2 separate regions of the Rattus norvegicus genome follow, and region 2 is linked to region 1. Evidence: chromatin contacts called from public Hi-C data. All regions are on one chromosome and are shown on one strand. Each heading gives the region's core, a stretch centred on a gene start, on an enhancer-like site or on the middle of the called end of the contact. The rest is flanking DNA. Distances are from core to core; before and after follow the strand shown. Region 1 holds the start of Mme (membrane metallo-endopeptidase). Region 2 has its middle 70 kb from the start of C2h3orf33.

Region 1 (7,362 bases), core at 1,870-4,369:
GAAGATGGGCACTGAATGGACAAAATGTGCTTATATTTCAGGGGGAAAGACAATAACCACATCAGTGTTTATTGTGTGATTGAAGGAGGAAAAAAACCCAAACATGATTAAGTAAACTCTCCTTCAGCATATCAGTTGCAGAATATATAATTATAATTAATTAAAAATATTAATACTTCTAACCATAGGTGGGACTTCTGGAGTTCTAGCTAGATGTTAAGTACGATTTTTAATGTTTTATACATTCACTCTCCTAATCTCTGTGGAGTGGATGTTAATAACCCAATTTCCAAAGTTGGAAAACAGCGAAACCAATCAGCTTGCTCAAGATGACACAGCTAAGCAATACCTAAAGAACACTTGGCCACAATTTTGCATGCAACAGTGCCATGTAAAGTAAAAGGTACTTTAGACATCCATACAGAAATTTATGGTGAAAAACTCAGGGTATATAAGGCCATGGTTAGATTCCATGGTTTCTTTAGAGGCCAGATGTTCTTTAAAAATTGCTGAGCAAAGCTTACAGAAACTTCAACCTTTCTGCATGACTTCGGGAAAGGACACCTTAAACAACAAGTTAGCTTTTTTTTTTTTTTTTTTGACTCGATACAAATTAACCATAGAATTTGGCTGTTAGATGAAGCAATTGCTGAGAAATGTTCTCATCAGTAAAGACTTTCCTTGAACAGTTACAAGTCCTTTGATGGAAACTGAGGCGCTACGCAAAGTAGAACATGACTATAAATTTGAAGTATTGTTGAGACTCAGCAGGCAGGTAGAGATTTGTTTTCTCTAGTGACTTATCAATAATAAAACACACATAGTCATTAAAAAACTGGATTCAAAGTCTTAAGCCGTTTGTCCTCCTGATTACATGACATTCTAAGCAAGGACTATCAAATAAAAATACTTTACTGGACAATGAAAACCGTGTCTGTACAATAAAAGTGGAATGTAATGTACCTGACTGTTGAAATGCCTTATTTAATGGTTATGTAACTCATGTTAGCTTAGCCTCGCGGCTCCCGGGGCGGTGATACAGAATTGCATTGATCGTACCGCTATTTTAATAGTAGTGGTGGCTGGGCAAGGAGAAGACAGGGACAAATTTAATACTTTCTCCCTTAACAGAGAAGTAAGCACAAAGAACAGGTTCCCTGGACCCCCAGAATTTGAGTATTAGCACATCTGCTTGAGGATTTCCCTACTGCCCTTAAATGTTTAAATAAAGAGCTGCTTTTTTATCTGTGTGTTTTGTCTTTTTGTTGTCGCCGTCGTTTATTTTTGTTTTTGTCCTTTCTAGAAGCCTCAATCAGAGCTAGTTAGTCTGGAAAGTAAAGCTTGGAGCAGTGGCCGCGGATCAGTTTAAGTCAAAGTGCTCTTTGGCGCCACCAAGCTTCTTGGTGAGGGAAATCTAGTAGGCGGGCATTTCTCAGTTCTGGGTTATTGCTTACTCCCTCCTTACCCTTGAACAGGGTGACAAGGGTGACAGTTAGGTACCTAAGGCTGTAGGAGTAGCTGTAGGGAAACAAAGAGTGTAAAGTAAACAAGATATTTAGTCTTTTTTACCTGCATCAAAGGAAATCATCTTTGAATCAAAATTTCATACTTCAACCTTTCTTCTAAAGATTTTGCAATTCTTCAGAAGTTCTTTTTTTCTTAGTGTACTACTTTTAGGCACTGGTAAAAAGCAGAAATGCTGCAATATTAACCTCCTATTAACTTTGCCCTTCATTTCCACTTAGTTCAAGATAATTCATTATCTTGTAATAAGAAAATGTAAGCCAGAATACCTCAAGATGGAGCACATCAGAAATCTTCAGTTACCTTAAGATCCAATCTAACCACATCCAAACACGTTTAAAAGATCGGTGATGTGAAGACAGACAGATCAGAATACAAAACGCAGTGCAAAGTCAATGCTTGTAGTAGGAGAAGCAAACGCACACCTAGGTTCTTAAAACATTTCACATGGGGGCGGGGGGGGGGGACTCTTAAACTAAAAAGCAAATGCCAAAACAGACAATAAGAGAACAGAGAATCTGGAGTTCAGACTCAAAAGAAACTCCACAAACTTCAACTTGGCAACATCAGCAAAAGAACACAATGTTATTTTTGCTTGGGTATAAGATGTATTTCCTTCAAAGCATCAGCATCAGCAAACGTCAAATTATGAAACCTGGAAGATAACTGATCGGTTAAAGAGAAAGGTGGAGCAAAGCAATTTTCCGTCAGAGCACACTGTGATACTGCGACAATACATGTCTGTAAGTCCCTGTGGCGGTGCTTCGGAGTTAGTTTGCATTAATGGAAACTGAGGCAGAGTTTCATATTTAGATTGTGTCCACGGAAGTTGAAGAAGGAATTCAGAAGACAGCCCCCCCCCCCCACATTAACTAGTAGGTGTTTCCTTCGCCTGAAGTGAGTTCTGACATGAAAAGTCCCATCCACGTTGCTCTCGTGTTCAGTGTAGCTATACAACCCAAGACAAACAACATCAAGTCCAAAACACAACAAACATTTTTGAGAACTTGAACGAAAGAAGGAGGGAAAAGAAAAAAAAAATCCAAGGGCGTGCAGCTCCACTCCCTCAGGGCCAATCTGCCGATAGCAGCTTCCAAACGCTGGCGCTGCAAGTCAGTTACTAGTTTTCAGTTTAATAAAATCCATGTGAGCCGCTTATGGACAAGGAATAGACTTGACCGAGAGGCTCAGAGGAATACCCGTTTATAGTTACTCTCATTTTTAAAGAGTATAAATAGATCGGGATAGGTTAAGTAAGAAAGGGTCTTTAAAAACTTCCATCTACTAAAGAACACCCCCACCCCGCGCCAGCCAACCCTTTGGCAGATTTAAGCATGAATTATATAATAGGAAGCCAAGGTTCGAAGCACGATGAAGAGGTGGGATTGTGAAAAGAGATTTAGGTTAAGAAAATTGAAAACTAGAAAAGTGAGTTAATTGAGGAGAGAATCCGACAGAAACTAAAATGAAAACAAACCTTGCTTTTTAAAATAAAAACAGTGTCTGTACAGCGGAATGGCCAATTCCCAGCCCCCAAATGAACCCCGGTGCAATTTGGCAGCGCTGCTCTCGGTCACCAAACAGAACTCCTGGGCGGAGGCTGCAGGAAGCTATGAAAATGAACCTGGAGGTGACCTGACATCACTCGCAGGGTCCTCCTCCAGGTCGCCCTCTCGGTCCCTTCCCCTCCCCACATTCTCAGGTCCCAGTGGCGGCTCCCGCGCAGGACACGCCTCCTCCGCCCACGGCGACCAGGCACCCGGCGCCCGCGGCGCGCGGGACCACGGCCTCTGTCCTTGCTCCGTGCGTCCCGGCCCCCGCCCGCTTCGTCCTCCTGTTGCCCGTCCCACCGACTCCCGGCGCCCCAGGGACACTGGTGCCCCGCTCCCCGTGCCCGGTCGCTCGCTCTCCGGTGACTCACCAGTGTGATTGGGGAGAAGTTGGAGGCGACTGAGCAGACACATCCCGACCAATAAGCGCATCGACCAGGATGGCCGCAGGCAGAGTAGCCCCCAGCCCAGGCGAGCGCCCACCCCTCGGTGCGGTCCCCAGGGTGCGCCCGAGCGCCGAACGCGCAGAGTGGGACGAGGCCAGAGTCCCGGGAGGTTCCAGGCCCCACTCCGGCTCCGGGCGGGAGGGCAACCGGGAAGCCCGCATCCCTTGGACCCTCACCCCAGACTCACCCCTCGCCTCAGCCGCTCAGCAGCTTGCGCCTGCACTCGGTCCAGCTTCGCCACTTGCACATCTCCGCGCCCCGCGCGCCTCGCGCTCACCCCCCGCCTCGCCGCACAGGACCAGCCGCGAGAGCAGTTCCCCGGGTGACCTGAAGGTTTCCGCCAGGTCTCCCAAATCCTGTCACACCGAGTAAAGGGGCGGAGGGGGCTCCCTCTCCCAGTTAGTCCCCCACCTTGCCCTTCCCAAAAGGGCTTTGCCAGACATTCTTGGAATTGTTTAGCTTTGTGGCTTTCAAGACAATAATACACTGTCTCTCTGGGATTCTGTAGTGCTGATTGCAAGCTCTCATTCTCTAACAGACCAAGACCATGATGCTTCTCTCTCACTCTTCACTCTTGCTCTTTCTGTTTTCCCTTGTCCTTCACTCTCCTTCCTATCTTTTCAAAGTCTTCTTTTCTTCCTCCTTCCTTTCTCTCTTCTCCTCTTCCCCCACCCCACCCCCCACCACTCCACCCCCTGTCTATTTGTGTTTCTGGGTTTCTCTTAAACCCAAGGCAATGAATTTGTCAAAGAAAGAAAGATTGACTTTGTGCAGAGACAAATATTTTACGGAAACTGCCTTTAGCAGCTATTATAACCAAAAAAACTCAGAAAGGCTAAACTTTTCTGCCCCACCCCGCCTGAGGATTTCAGTGAAGTTATTCAATGTCAAGTACATACAGAGTTGTACATATAGAGTATCCTTCTGATCCTTCTCCTTTTTGGAATCACAAGTTTTAAACATCACACTTGGTCCATAGGTGCGATCATACCCAAACAGAAATGGACTTTCGGGAACTTGAATCTATCTTTGAATGTTAAAATGTTTTACTCCTTTTGCCCTAACCAACTTTGTGTTTTGTTTTAATTTTTTTTATTTTTTAGAAAAAAAGCTAAAGACAAAGACAAGCAATGTATATTAAAGAAATAATGAGTATCATGGAAAGACATTTCCAGAAAAAATAATTCAATTGATGTGGGTAAGTTCAGTTCGACACCTTCAAACGGAAGTGCCCATGCTTTGTTCCTTCTCTGTGGGCATTACAAACACATCTTTGTCCTCCTGGCTAGGCTAACAGAGATGTGTGACTTCTCACAGATAAGCAGAGGCGACTTGGCAAACACTCTGGGCAGTATTTCAAATGGAATTTGAACCCAGGTCATCTTGACTCAGATTGTTTTTGCAGAGATCGATGCTCAGAAGAGAGATTTACTCAAATTCTCTTGGGAAGAAATCTAGATGTTTTTCACCAACACACGTGTTTTTATTATATTTTAGTTAAATTATCAAAGCATCTAAATTTTACAGTAAAACAAATTGAGAATATATGTGTATATGTATGTGTAGACAGACAGACAGAGATAGGGAGAGAGAGGAAGGGAGAAAGAAAGCACTAGTTCTCAAATTTCTCATATGGAACAAGGAGCTTTAAAATTTTAATGTATGTCTGATTAGTATAGTAATAAGTTTTGGTAGAGAAGGAAGTTTGGTCAGAATATTACAAAAAACCATGTTTCAACTAGAAATAGAAATTAAGCTTATATGCTTGGTCATAACCTAGTTGAATGTTTCTCATTTGATTTTGTTTTTGTTTTTTCATCTTCATTGAAGTTTTAAACATCTTATTCTTTTGTAAAGTTAACTAGCATATCCACAAAATTCAAGAATATCTTTCACCTAAAGGAAGTGCTTGAACCCTGGGGCCTTGCTATGCATAAGTATTTGAGCAGCCATTGAGCAATACCCTTAACTCTGGAGAATGTTTTGATAACAATAGAAACTAGGTTACAATTACTTATTACAACTATCAACTTTGAGCTGAAAATTGATTTTATTTTTATTTAATTAAAGAGTTATTAATGACAAACCTTTGCAGAATAGTTAAGAACAATGTCATCGTTTTATTTCAGTCTCGTTACACGAAGGAGAAATGTTTATGGGAAGAACATTTTGCTAGAAAAATAATGAATTTAGAATCCATGTCAAAAAGAAGTAAAAACCCTGACGTCATCATTAAACTTTGACTTTGAGCTTCTGTCTCAGACGTGTGACAGTATGGGCAGATACTTCCTTTAATACAAGTCTTAATCTCACTAAAGTTCATTAGAAACATAGTGGTCTTGTTAAGAATGCTAAATCTTTTCTCCGAGGAGGTTATGCAAGTTTGAAATCCTTTCTCTTCTAAGGGTCTTAAAGGAGCTCTCAGGTGCTTCTAGGAAGTAAACAGAAACCAAAGGCTGAGCAAAGTGTCCAAGGTCCTTCTGCTTGCTTAGTTATCAGAGTGAGGGAGAAAGTCGCAATCCTGACGGCCTTCTGCAAGCTACCAGTAGTGGGGTGCATCTGTCTTGGCAACATGCACCATAAATCCTTAGAAACAGCTCCTGTCTGGAACATAAGGCTTCATAAACTATGTTTGGAGATCAGGCCAATTGCACCACTAAACCAAGGACAGTGTAAAGGGAAACTTCAGAAGCCAAAAGAATCAGGGAAAGCCAGAAGCCCAGAAGGGTGTGCGCATGTGAAATGGTGCTCCACCTACCTGTCTCAGAAAGCTTGCCAAAGCTAAGTGACCTAGAGTTAGATTTTCAAGGGAATTGCGTGACCTGAGGACCTCAGACAAAGCATCATCCAGAGCAAGGTTAAAACCCACACCAAACATTCCTGTAGTAAGCTGGGCAGGAGAGAAGATATCCTTAATGGAAAAGGGAGCTAAAAACAATTCGCTCCCTTCGCTCCCACCATTTCCGGCCCCACCCCCAACTGAGCACAGAGCTGAGCTGCCAGTCATGTATTTCTTCAGCATTTCCAGAGAATGTAAATCTTTTCAAATCGTTGCCAGCCTGTAGATTTTTTTCTCCCCCCAAAAAACTATAGTTTGCAAAAAAATTTTCTGCAACAATTTATGATCAGGTCAAACTGTAGACGTTTGAATATTGGCTTGGAAGTTCCTGAGCTAAAAGTTTCTAATAAAGCGATCTCAGCTAGACTGTTGGAAATAAAGCCTGAATTACCGTCATTTGACTTTTACTATGAAAAATGCTTAGAAAGAGTTTGTTCTGAAACAAAATGATAGACTATCTCATGCAGGAGAAGGAACGGTAAAGCTAAGAAAAGAGCCACAAGTCACTCTGAAGGCACAGGGCAGTCAGCGAAGCTACCTGTAAAAAGTGTGGGTGTCGGAAAGGATCACTGAAGGACTGGGAAAGTGATGTGCGAGCCACAGGATCCGAAAGTCCTTTTGTTGTTGGGATGGAAGAGAATGATATTAATTTTAGACTTTATTAATTATTTATACAATAGAGATTGCTAATGGGGCCATAAAAGGGTTAAAATAGACTGCATAAGCCCAAGTCTTGGAGAAATGAAAAACTGGAATTAAATAAAAGTAACTCTAACAGAACATAGTGGAAAAATTAATATGAGAAAAGAATGCACATATCAGTTGTCAGCCTTTTGCTAAGATCAAGTGTAGAAAAGAATGAACTAAATGCAGAGATAAAGTGGTAAAATAAGATAAATAGGTCCGTTGCTGTAACTGTAATTGGACAGTGTGTCCAATTGGGAGACAAGGACTAGAATAAAATAAATTTAGCTGGCTTTGTTTAAAAGAGATATACCTTGTG
Region 2 (7,362 bases), core at 1,853-4,352, 610 kb before region 1:
ATAAAAATTTTTGAGTGTTGGACCTTGGGTGTTTTGTTTCAGGGTTGAGTCAGTGGCCCAATAAAGGAATGTAAAGCTAGCCTTGGGGACTAGTTTTAGGAATGTAATCTAATGTTTCTTTTGTAAGGAGAAGGGTAAAAGGCGAAACCTATTGGTAGACTGTTTGCCATGCTTGGGCCTGCTAGAGCCCTTCAGAGGGTAGAACTCCAATGCTTCCCCTCCTGAAATCACCATCAAAGATTTCTACAGATGAACTTGGGGAATGTAGATGTTAAGGTCACAGCATATGTCTGAGACTGGAATACTTCAACCAGGGCTCCATCGCAATTTGTGGCTAAATTCTCTGTGCTGAAGGCAGAAGGAATCGAGTAAAAGGTGTTTGTTTGTTTGTTTTTTTATTTATTTTGAGGCTGATCTTGGTTGTTACTTTGACATACCTGGGAACCTCAACCAAGGAACTGCCTTTATCAGACTGGCATTTTCTTGATTGTTAATTGATGTAGGGCCTAGCCTGTGTAGGTAGGTAGTGTCACCCATAGGCCCTGAGCTTTTTTTAATAAGGCTCTCTAGCTGAGCAGAAGCAAGCCAGTAAGGAACATTCTTCTGTGGTCTCTGCTTAAGTTCCTGTCTCCCGCTTTCTGCATTGGTTTCTCTCCATGACTAAATAGAGTGTAAGCTCAAATAAAATAAAACCTTTCTTCCACAAGTTGTTTTTGGCCAGTGTTTAATCACAGCAAAAAAGAAACAGGCTAGAGCATTTCAAATTTTATGTTGAAAGATTTAGCATCAGTTTCAGCTGATTTTATTGTTAGAACAGAGTCACTGAATTAGTCAGTATATTAGCTGTAATCATTGTGAATTTGTAGGACATATCCCATATACATAGGCCCACATAGGCACACAGTTTGTTTTTTTTTTGTTTGTTTGTTTTAATTTATTATTTTGCATAGGATTTCATTATGTACCCCTAGGCTGACCTCGAACACAGTATCCTCCAGACTCAACATTCAAGTGCTGAGATTACAGGCAGAGAATCTCTTCCTGGCTACAGGACGTGTTTGAAACCTTCACATTGTGTAACTGCCTTGTCCCTTATGGCCTATGGAGGTTAGAAACTTGCGTTTGGAATCTGAAGATAGAATTGAAGGTTGCGTTTCTGCCTTTTCCTGGCAGCATAAACAAATCAGTCTAATAGCATGTTCTCTTCTTTGGGGTGGTAGAAGGAGATAACAGTACCTGTCTCAGAAGATTAATAGGGAGTGGATGAGAAGGCTGCATGAGGACCTGCTTTGCTCACTATAAACATCTTAGGGTTTCCTTACTCTTTTACAACCTTCTTCCTTGAATCAGCAATGAGCATAGTGTGCAAAATCTGATAATAACAAATAAAACCACAAAATTGAATTAGCAAGGGAAAATAAGCATGAATATAGATAGGGTCTTTTTTTTTTTAATTCGCTTTACGTCCCCATCACTGCCCCTCCTCCTCCAAGTGCCCGCTTCACACAAGCTCCCTCCCACCCCTCTTTCTTTCTTCCCCGAGAGGGTGGAACCCCTGCCCCTCCCCCACCGCTCCGTATCTCCCCCACTCTGGCACATCAAGTCTCTTCAGAGCTAGGCAAATCCTCTCCCCCTGAGGCCAGACAAGGCAGCCCTTCCTGTTAGTGAAACGAAATCCACAGGCAGGCTTTAGGGACAGCCAGTTGTTGGAGGACCCACATGAAGACAAGTGGCATGCATATCTGCTACATATGTGCAGGGGGCCTAGGTCCAGCCCGCATAGGCTCTTTGGTTGGTGGTTTAGTCCCTGGAGCCCCCAAGGGTTCAGATTAGTTGACTCTGTCTTCCTGTAGCGTTCCCATCCCCTCTGGGGTCCATAATCCTTCCCACAACTCTTCCATAAAATTCTCCAAGCTTCATTCGGTGTTTGGCTGTGGGTCTCATCATCTGTTTCAGTCAGCAGCTCGGTGGAGCCTCTCAGAAGACAGCCGTGCTAGGCTTCTGTCTACAAGAGTAAAGGTGCCAGGGATTGGTGCTTGCCCATGGGATGGGTGTCAAGTTGGTTCAGCCATTGGTTGGCCACTCCCTCCATCTCTGCTCCATTTTGGGTCAAAAGTTTTGTGGGTGGGTTGGAGTCTTTATCTCTCCATTGGGGATGGTCTTCTTTTTAATTCCATGTACATTAGCACCTTTGTACTATAAGTGACATGAACACCTTTTGTAAGTCAGGGATACTACTGTTAATTATTAAAAAATATTTTCTTGGAAAAGGTAGTGCCCTCAATAATATAGAGGACTTCAATATTAGGTATTTAGGTAAAATGCTGGAATGGTGAATATTAAAGTTAATTATTCTAGGAGAGATATGCAATGAGGAAAAAGGATACTAAAACAGGAAAGAAACCGGGTGGATTTCAGTTCTGCAGTTTTGAAAAAAAAATATCATGTTTAGTTGTTTTGTACTAACGTACCTGTGTGGCTGGTTATTAAATTCAGGGTACTACACTCTTTTAAGCACATGTTTCACTTATAAGTCACACTGCATTATTTCTATATCTAAAAATACTTGGGAAAGGGGCATCTTTATAGCATGAAATGTTGGCTCTGGGGGACAACATCATTCTAAGCTGGCAGGGATGAAGTAAAATGAGGGGGAGGGCATCAGGCTTGAGTGGAGCAGCAAGTAGGCTGAACTTAGATAAGGTCCCCTGTGTGGAAGCTTAAGGAGAAACTTACCAAAGCTCCTGGAGCCTCCACTAGCTGTCCCAGTGACAGACAACACTGTGATGACTTACCTTTTTCACCAAGCCACTTGCTCGGTCCTGGGGTACATTTACAAACCTCTAGACTGTTACAATAGGGCAGATGACAAAACTGTTTCCCACCTGTGGGTTTTCCTTCTTGCCAGCCTTGCTTTTTTCCCCCCTTTTATTCTGCTGCTGTTATTGTTTTCTAACTTTGTTATGTGACCAGAAAGGAGGCTGGAATTCTGAAAAGTCACTAGGCAAATCTTGTGAACAAAGGGGGCCTTGTCCAGGGTCACGCACACTGGATTTGCAGTTTAATTCATCAGCTCAGATCTCTGCTTTTCAAGTGTTTGGTCTCTGCAGAGACAGGAGTCTCTGGGGGTTCTGTGAGAGCATTGTGCTGGAGGCCTGGCCAGCTCTGGTTACATCTGTAAGCCTGGATGGATCCAAGGATTAGGGCCCCTAAATAAATAGCTGCAATGAAGGAACAGAAGGCAAACACACTTTGTTATGGTTTGGCCTATCTGCACCCACTTGAACTTTGCAATAATTTCTAACATTTTGTGAGTTGGTTACATAACCCACCCAACAGAAAATTCAGGAGTTGAGAATGAGAGCTCACCTGCTAGTGAAACCTATGGAAATCTATCAGGATTGACTGGTTTGGTCCTGATGAAATCCAAGTGCAGCCTGGAGCACAAAAACCAGTCCTGAAACATGCTTAATGGTAGCTTTATTTCCTCAGCAGAAAGCAGTAACCGAGTCCAGAATGGTGCTGTTGGAAAAAGTTACTGTTTTAGCATGGGAAAAAAATAGCATTCAGGTTCTTGGAACTTTTGTGGGAAATTTGTTATGGGCTAGAGGAGTCTTGGTCCAAATTGTAGCTCCGTGTGTTGTCCCTAATGCCAGGCAACACGGGCCATTGTGCTGCCTGTGTGAGCGTGTGGCTGCCGCTTTCTTCATTCCTGTCTCATTCTGTCTCTCCTGACAGGGTAACTTCATTTTGATGCTGTGCCAGAGATCCTCCGGCAATGAGCTACTGGAACGGCGAGAAGAGGAACTGTGTGCAGTACCGCAGGCATTTTCTAGTAGACAACCGTGTGTTTCATGGTGAGCTCTTGTATTTATGTAGCTGGGACTCTGCTTTTGAAAGTCCTTTTATTGTACTGTTCTGGATGCAAGTATGGTCTAATTGTGGGGTTGAGCCAAGAGCTTGAGATTACTTGCTCATGGTTAATTATCTTAAAATTCCATTAGACCGTGACCCGAGGTTTTCAGCGGTGAGAACTTCCTCAACAGCAGTGGTGTACTTCCTTCCTGCCTCTCAGCCTTTCTTCTCATGTTGACTCCACTAATGTACCTTTCCAATGTTTGGAACTCTTTGGGGGGCGGGGCTTATACGAAGTGTTCAGTCAATATTTGAAGCTCACTGTTCAGTGCTTCTTACCAAAAAGGTGTGTGCTTTCTAAATTCAAATGTTAAAGTGTGCTGATGTCCATCTGCTCTAGTAACTCATTAAAAGGAAGTCCACTCACTTACATTGGTGTCCTTTGGGGTTTCAAGACTTCACTGGTGTATCAGACCACAAGAAAACAGAACAGAGAACCTTGCTACATTTCAGAATATCTGGTGGGTGGATTACCGTAGCTGAACAGAGAGTGATCAATACTAGTCATTTTCATGACAAATAGTAATTATCTTAAACCATTGCCTTTAACCCAGGCGATAGTTTCTTGTTTAGTATCTCATAAGCTTTGTCCATTCCGTTATCAGGATCGCCATGGGAGTAATTTATATTGTGAGCCAATACTTTCTGGGTCACTGGAATTTGGAATTGCCCAGGAGATACAGAGGGAGGTAGAGAGAGGTTTCATGAGAGGGGTGATGTTTCATTAAACACACTCCCATTTATCCTCAGCTTTTGACTTTGGGGTTCATCCTTCATTTTGGTGACCGATTTAATGTGTATCATTCCTTTAAACTTAAGTCTGGCTTCAGCAGTTGCTTTCCTCTGAAGCTCACCCAAGAGTGCTGTTGGGTGCTTCATGCACACACTCATGTTTTCAGTTGTACAGTGTTTTCTGTTTAGACTTATTTGTCTCAGGAGACAGAGTGTTACTGTACTGTTGAAATGCTGCAGTTTATTGCCATTTTCCTTATTGTAAATGTCTTCATCCAGATAGCTAAAACTACAGTTATGACTCGAATAAGGTTCTGATATGTTTTTATAGTTATATTTCAGTTAGCATGTTACTATATTTTGGTTTATAGCAGTCATTTTTCTTGTATTTCAAGGAAGGGATTGTTTTGCCTCACAGCTTGAAGGCACAGCCCATCTCTGGGGGAAGCATGGTGTCAAGTGTTTTAACTATGGAGGCCAGAGCATGAGGACACTAGTCACACTACTTCTACATCAAGAAGTAGAGATGAGTGCTTGTGCCCAGCTCCTTTTCTCCTTTCCCCCATTTTATTCATTCTGGAGCTTCAAAATCCACTGTTAGGGTGAAGCTTTCCTCCCCAGTAAACTCTCTGGAAGTTTTTCTCACAGACACACCGGAAGGTATGTCTCCTAGGTGAGTCTGAAGAGTCAAGCTGACAATGGCAGTTAATTGTCACGAGGAACACTATGTCCAGGGCCTAATAGTGAGCACTGCTCTCTAGAGCCCTTTGGGAGTCTTTGTAATTGTTCATCCCAGTTTTTGGATAAAGGAACTAAAGCTAGAAGGTTTGAGTGGAGATTTGGTATTCAAACTCTGATCTTCAGGACGCCACAATCCCAGTGTTTCTGTCCTAGTCTGTCTATCATTCCATCCTGAGAGATGAGTTCTCGGCAAGTACTCTACCACTCAGCTATACCCCTGGGCCTTGAGAAGTCGGAATACCATTCAAGAGTCCTTGCTCTGTGACTAGCCAGTGGTGGATGAGCTTGAACAAATTAAACAGTCTGTCAGGCATGCAATTTTCCCGTGACAAGAACTGTGAACTTACTGAGGTGGGGGCAGTGAATTCAGTGAGCATGTTGGTTTGTTTCCTGATAAAGGGAGTGTGAAATAAGCATACTGGTCTTCATAGATTTCAAAGTTTTTTCCTAGTATCTTAGATGCCTTCGAACTATTTCTGAGAGTTAACAATTTTTACATTTTTGTGAATGACTTTTCACCAAACACAAGCTACACAAGGGGGCAGTGTCGCACTTGAAATGTGAATCAACTACTTTTCACAGTTCAAGAATTACTTCTCAAAGGGTTTAGAGATATTAAATCCTCTCAAGATTAAGAGACTCAAAGCCGGTTAGAACCATGATACTGTTCATTTGTAATGCAACTAGGAGCTTTAAGAGTTGATTTCAGATACGGCCAGTCATCATACTGGGTTTCTTTGCCTGAAGAGATTTAGTGATTGAGGACTGAAAGATATCCTGTTCGTTAGTCTGAGGGAACTCAGCACTTGGCTAAGGTAGGAGCAGTGAACTTACCAAGTGTGTGGGTCTGTGTCAGGACTCAGCACCTGTGAGGTAGGAACAGTGAAATTATTGAGGTAGGGACAGTGAATTCAGTGAGCATGCCGGTCTGTTTCATCGTCAGAGAGGGCTAAGAATAATATTTTGGGATTCCATACATAGTATTGAGAGGGGGGGGAGGGGAGAGAGAGAGAGAGAGAGAGAGAGAGAGAGAGAGAGAGAGAGAGAGAGAGAGAACATGCGGTGAAGAAATGTTTATTTGGAGGGAGGGGCTTCTAGAGCAGGTATGCTTCCTAATCAACTTTTACTTACCAATTTGACTTCTTTATGTTGCTGACAGTTCTTATATAACCAGGTAAACTATGATAAAAAGAGAAAACCCTTTATATCACAAACTGGAAAGGATTGTTCCACACATATGATAGCCTTTTGATATATGCCCATTTGAATGAGCAAATGTCTTAACATTTATTTTTCCACAAAGACTTGAGCAGTGTGCCCAGGAGGTAATAACTACATTAAAATGGGGCCTTTGCACATGAAGATTCTGAATAAAAGTTGGAAATGTAACATCTGTCTTCATAAAGCCCACCCTACACACATTTTCTGGTTAGAATGGCAAAATATTCTCATTGGAGTTGATTTAGAATAATTGCAGGCCAAATCATAGAGACTATTTAATTCAACAACTTGCTTTGCTCTGAATTGTTATCAGTTTGCTGATGAACTTTTATCAACTTGACACAAACTGGAGTCACCTTGGGAAGAGGAAACCTCAAGTGAGGTTACTTTCATTAGACTGGCTTGTGGGCCTGTCTGTAGGGCTTTTTTTTTTTTTTGTATGATATGGGAGGGTGCAGCCTACTCTAGGCTGTCCCGATCCTGGACAAGCATATGTCAAGTAGCTGAGCAGGCCAGTTTTCCACATGGTTTCCACATGGTTTTCCGATTCATGGTTTCGGCTTCCAAGGCTCCCGTATTGAGTTCCTGCCTTGGCTTCCCTCTGTGGTGGATTGTACCATTGGAAGTATGAGCCAAAAGAAACCCTTCTGACCCAAAGTTGCTCTTGGGCATGGTGTTTATCACACAACAGAAACCGAATGAGAACTCTGTTCCTTCGTCTTTGTAACACTGTTGGTGCAGGAATGGGAAAAG

Evidence for each region. Hi-C and Micro-C count contacts between places; a contact is called where the count stands out from the background.
Region 2: a contact with region 1 is called in a Hi-C map of Schwann cells, with 7 times the contacts expected there. The contact joins the enhancer-like site here to the promoter of Mme in region 1. A contact is called at or near these places in 2 of 12 Hi-C or Micro-C datasets (Schwann cells and hepatocytes).

The regions. Positions count from the first base shown.
Region 1 is chr2:149,868,254-149,875,615 of GRCr8, reverse strand. It overlaps Mme (membrane metallo-endopeptidase), which reads right to left and starts at 3,119. Exons shown (of 23, transcript NM_012608.2): 1 at 3,002-3,119.
Region 2 is chr2:150,480,526-150,487,887 of GRCr8, reverse strand. It overlaps a transcript of Plch1 not described here. Among named protein-coding and RNA genes, the nearest start is that of C2h3orf33, 70 kb to the left of the region's middle. Within about 2 kb of position 3,102, at least 2 of the 93 cell types and tissues checked have an H3K27ac peak or open chromatin away from gene starts, as enhancers often do. A contact at or near this core is called in Schwann cells, where this site is marked.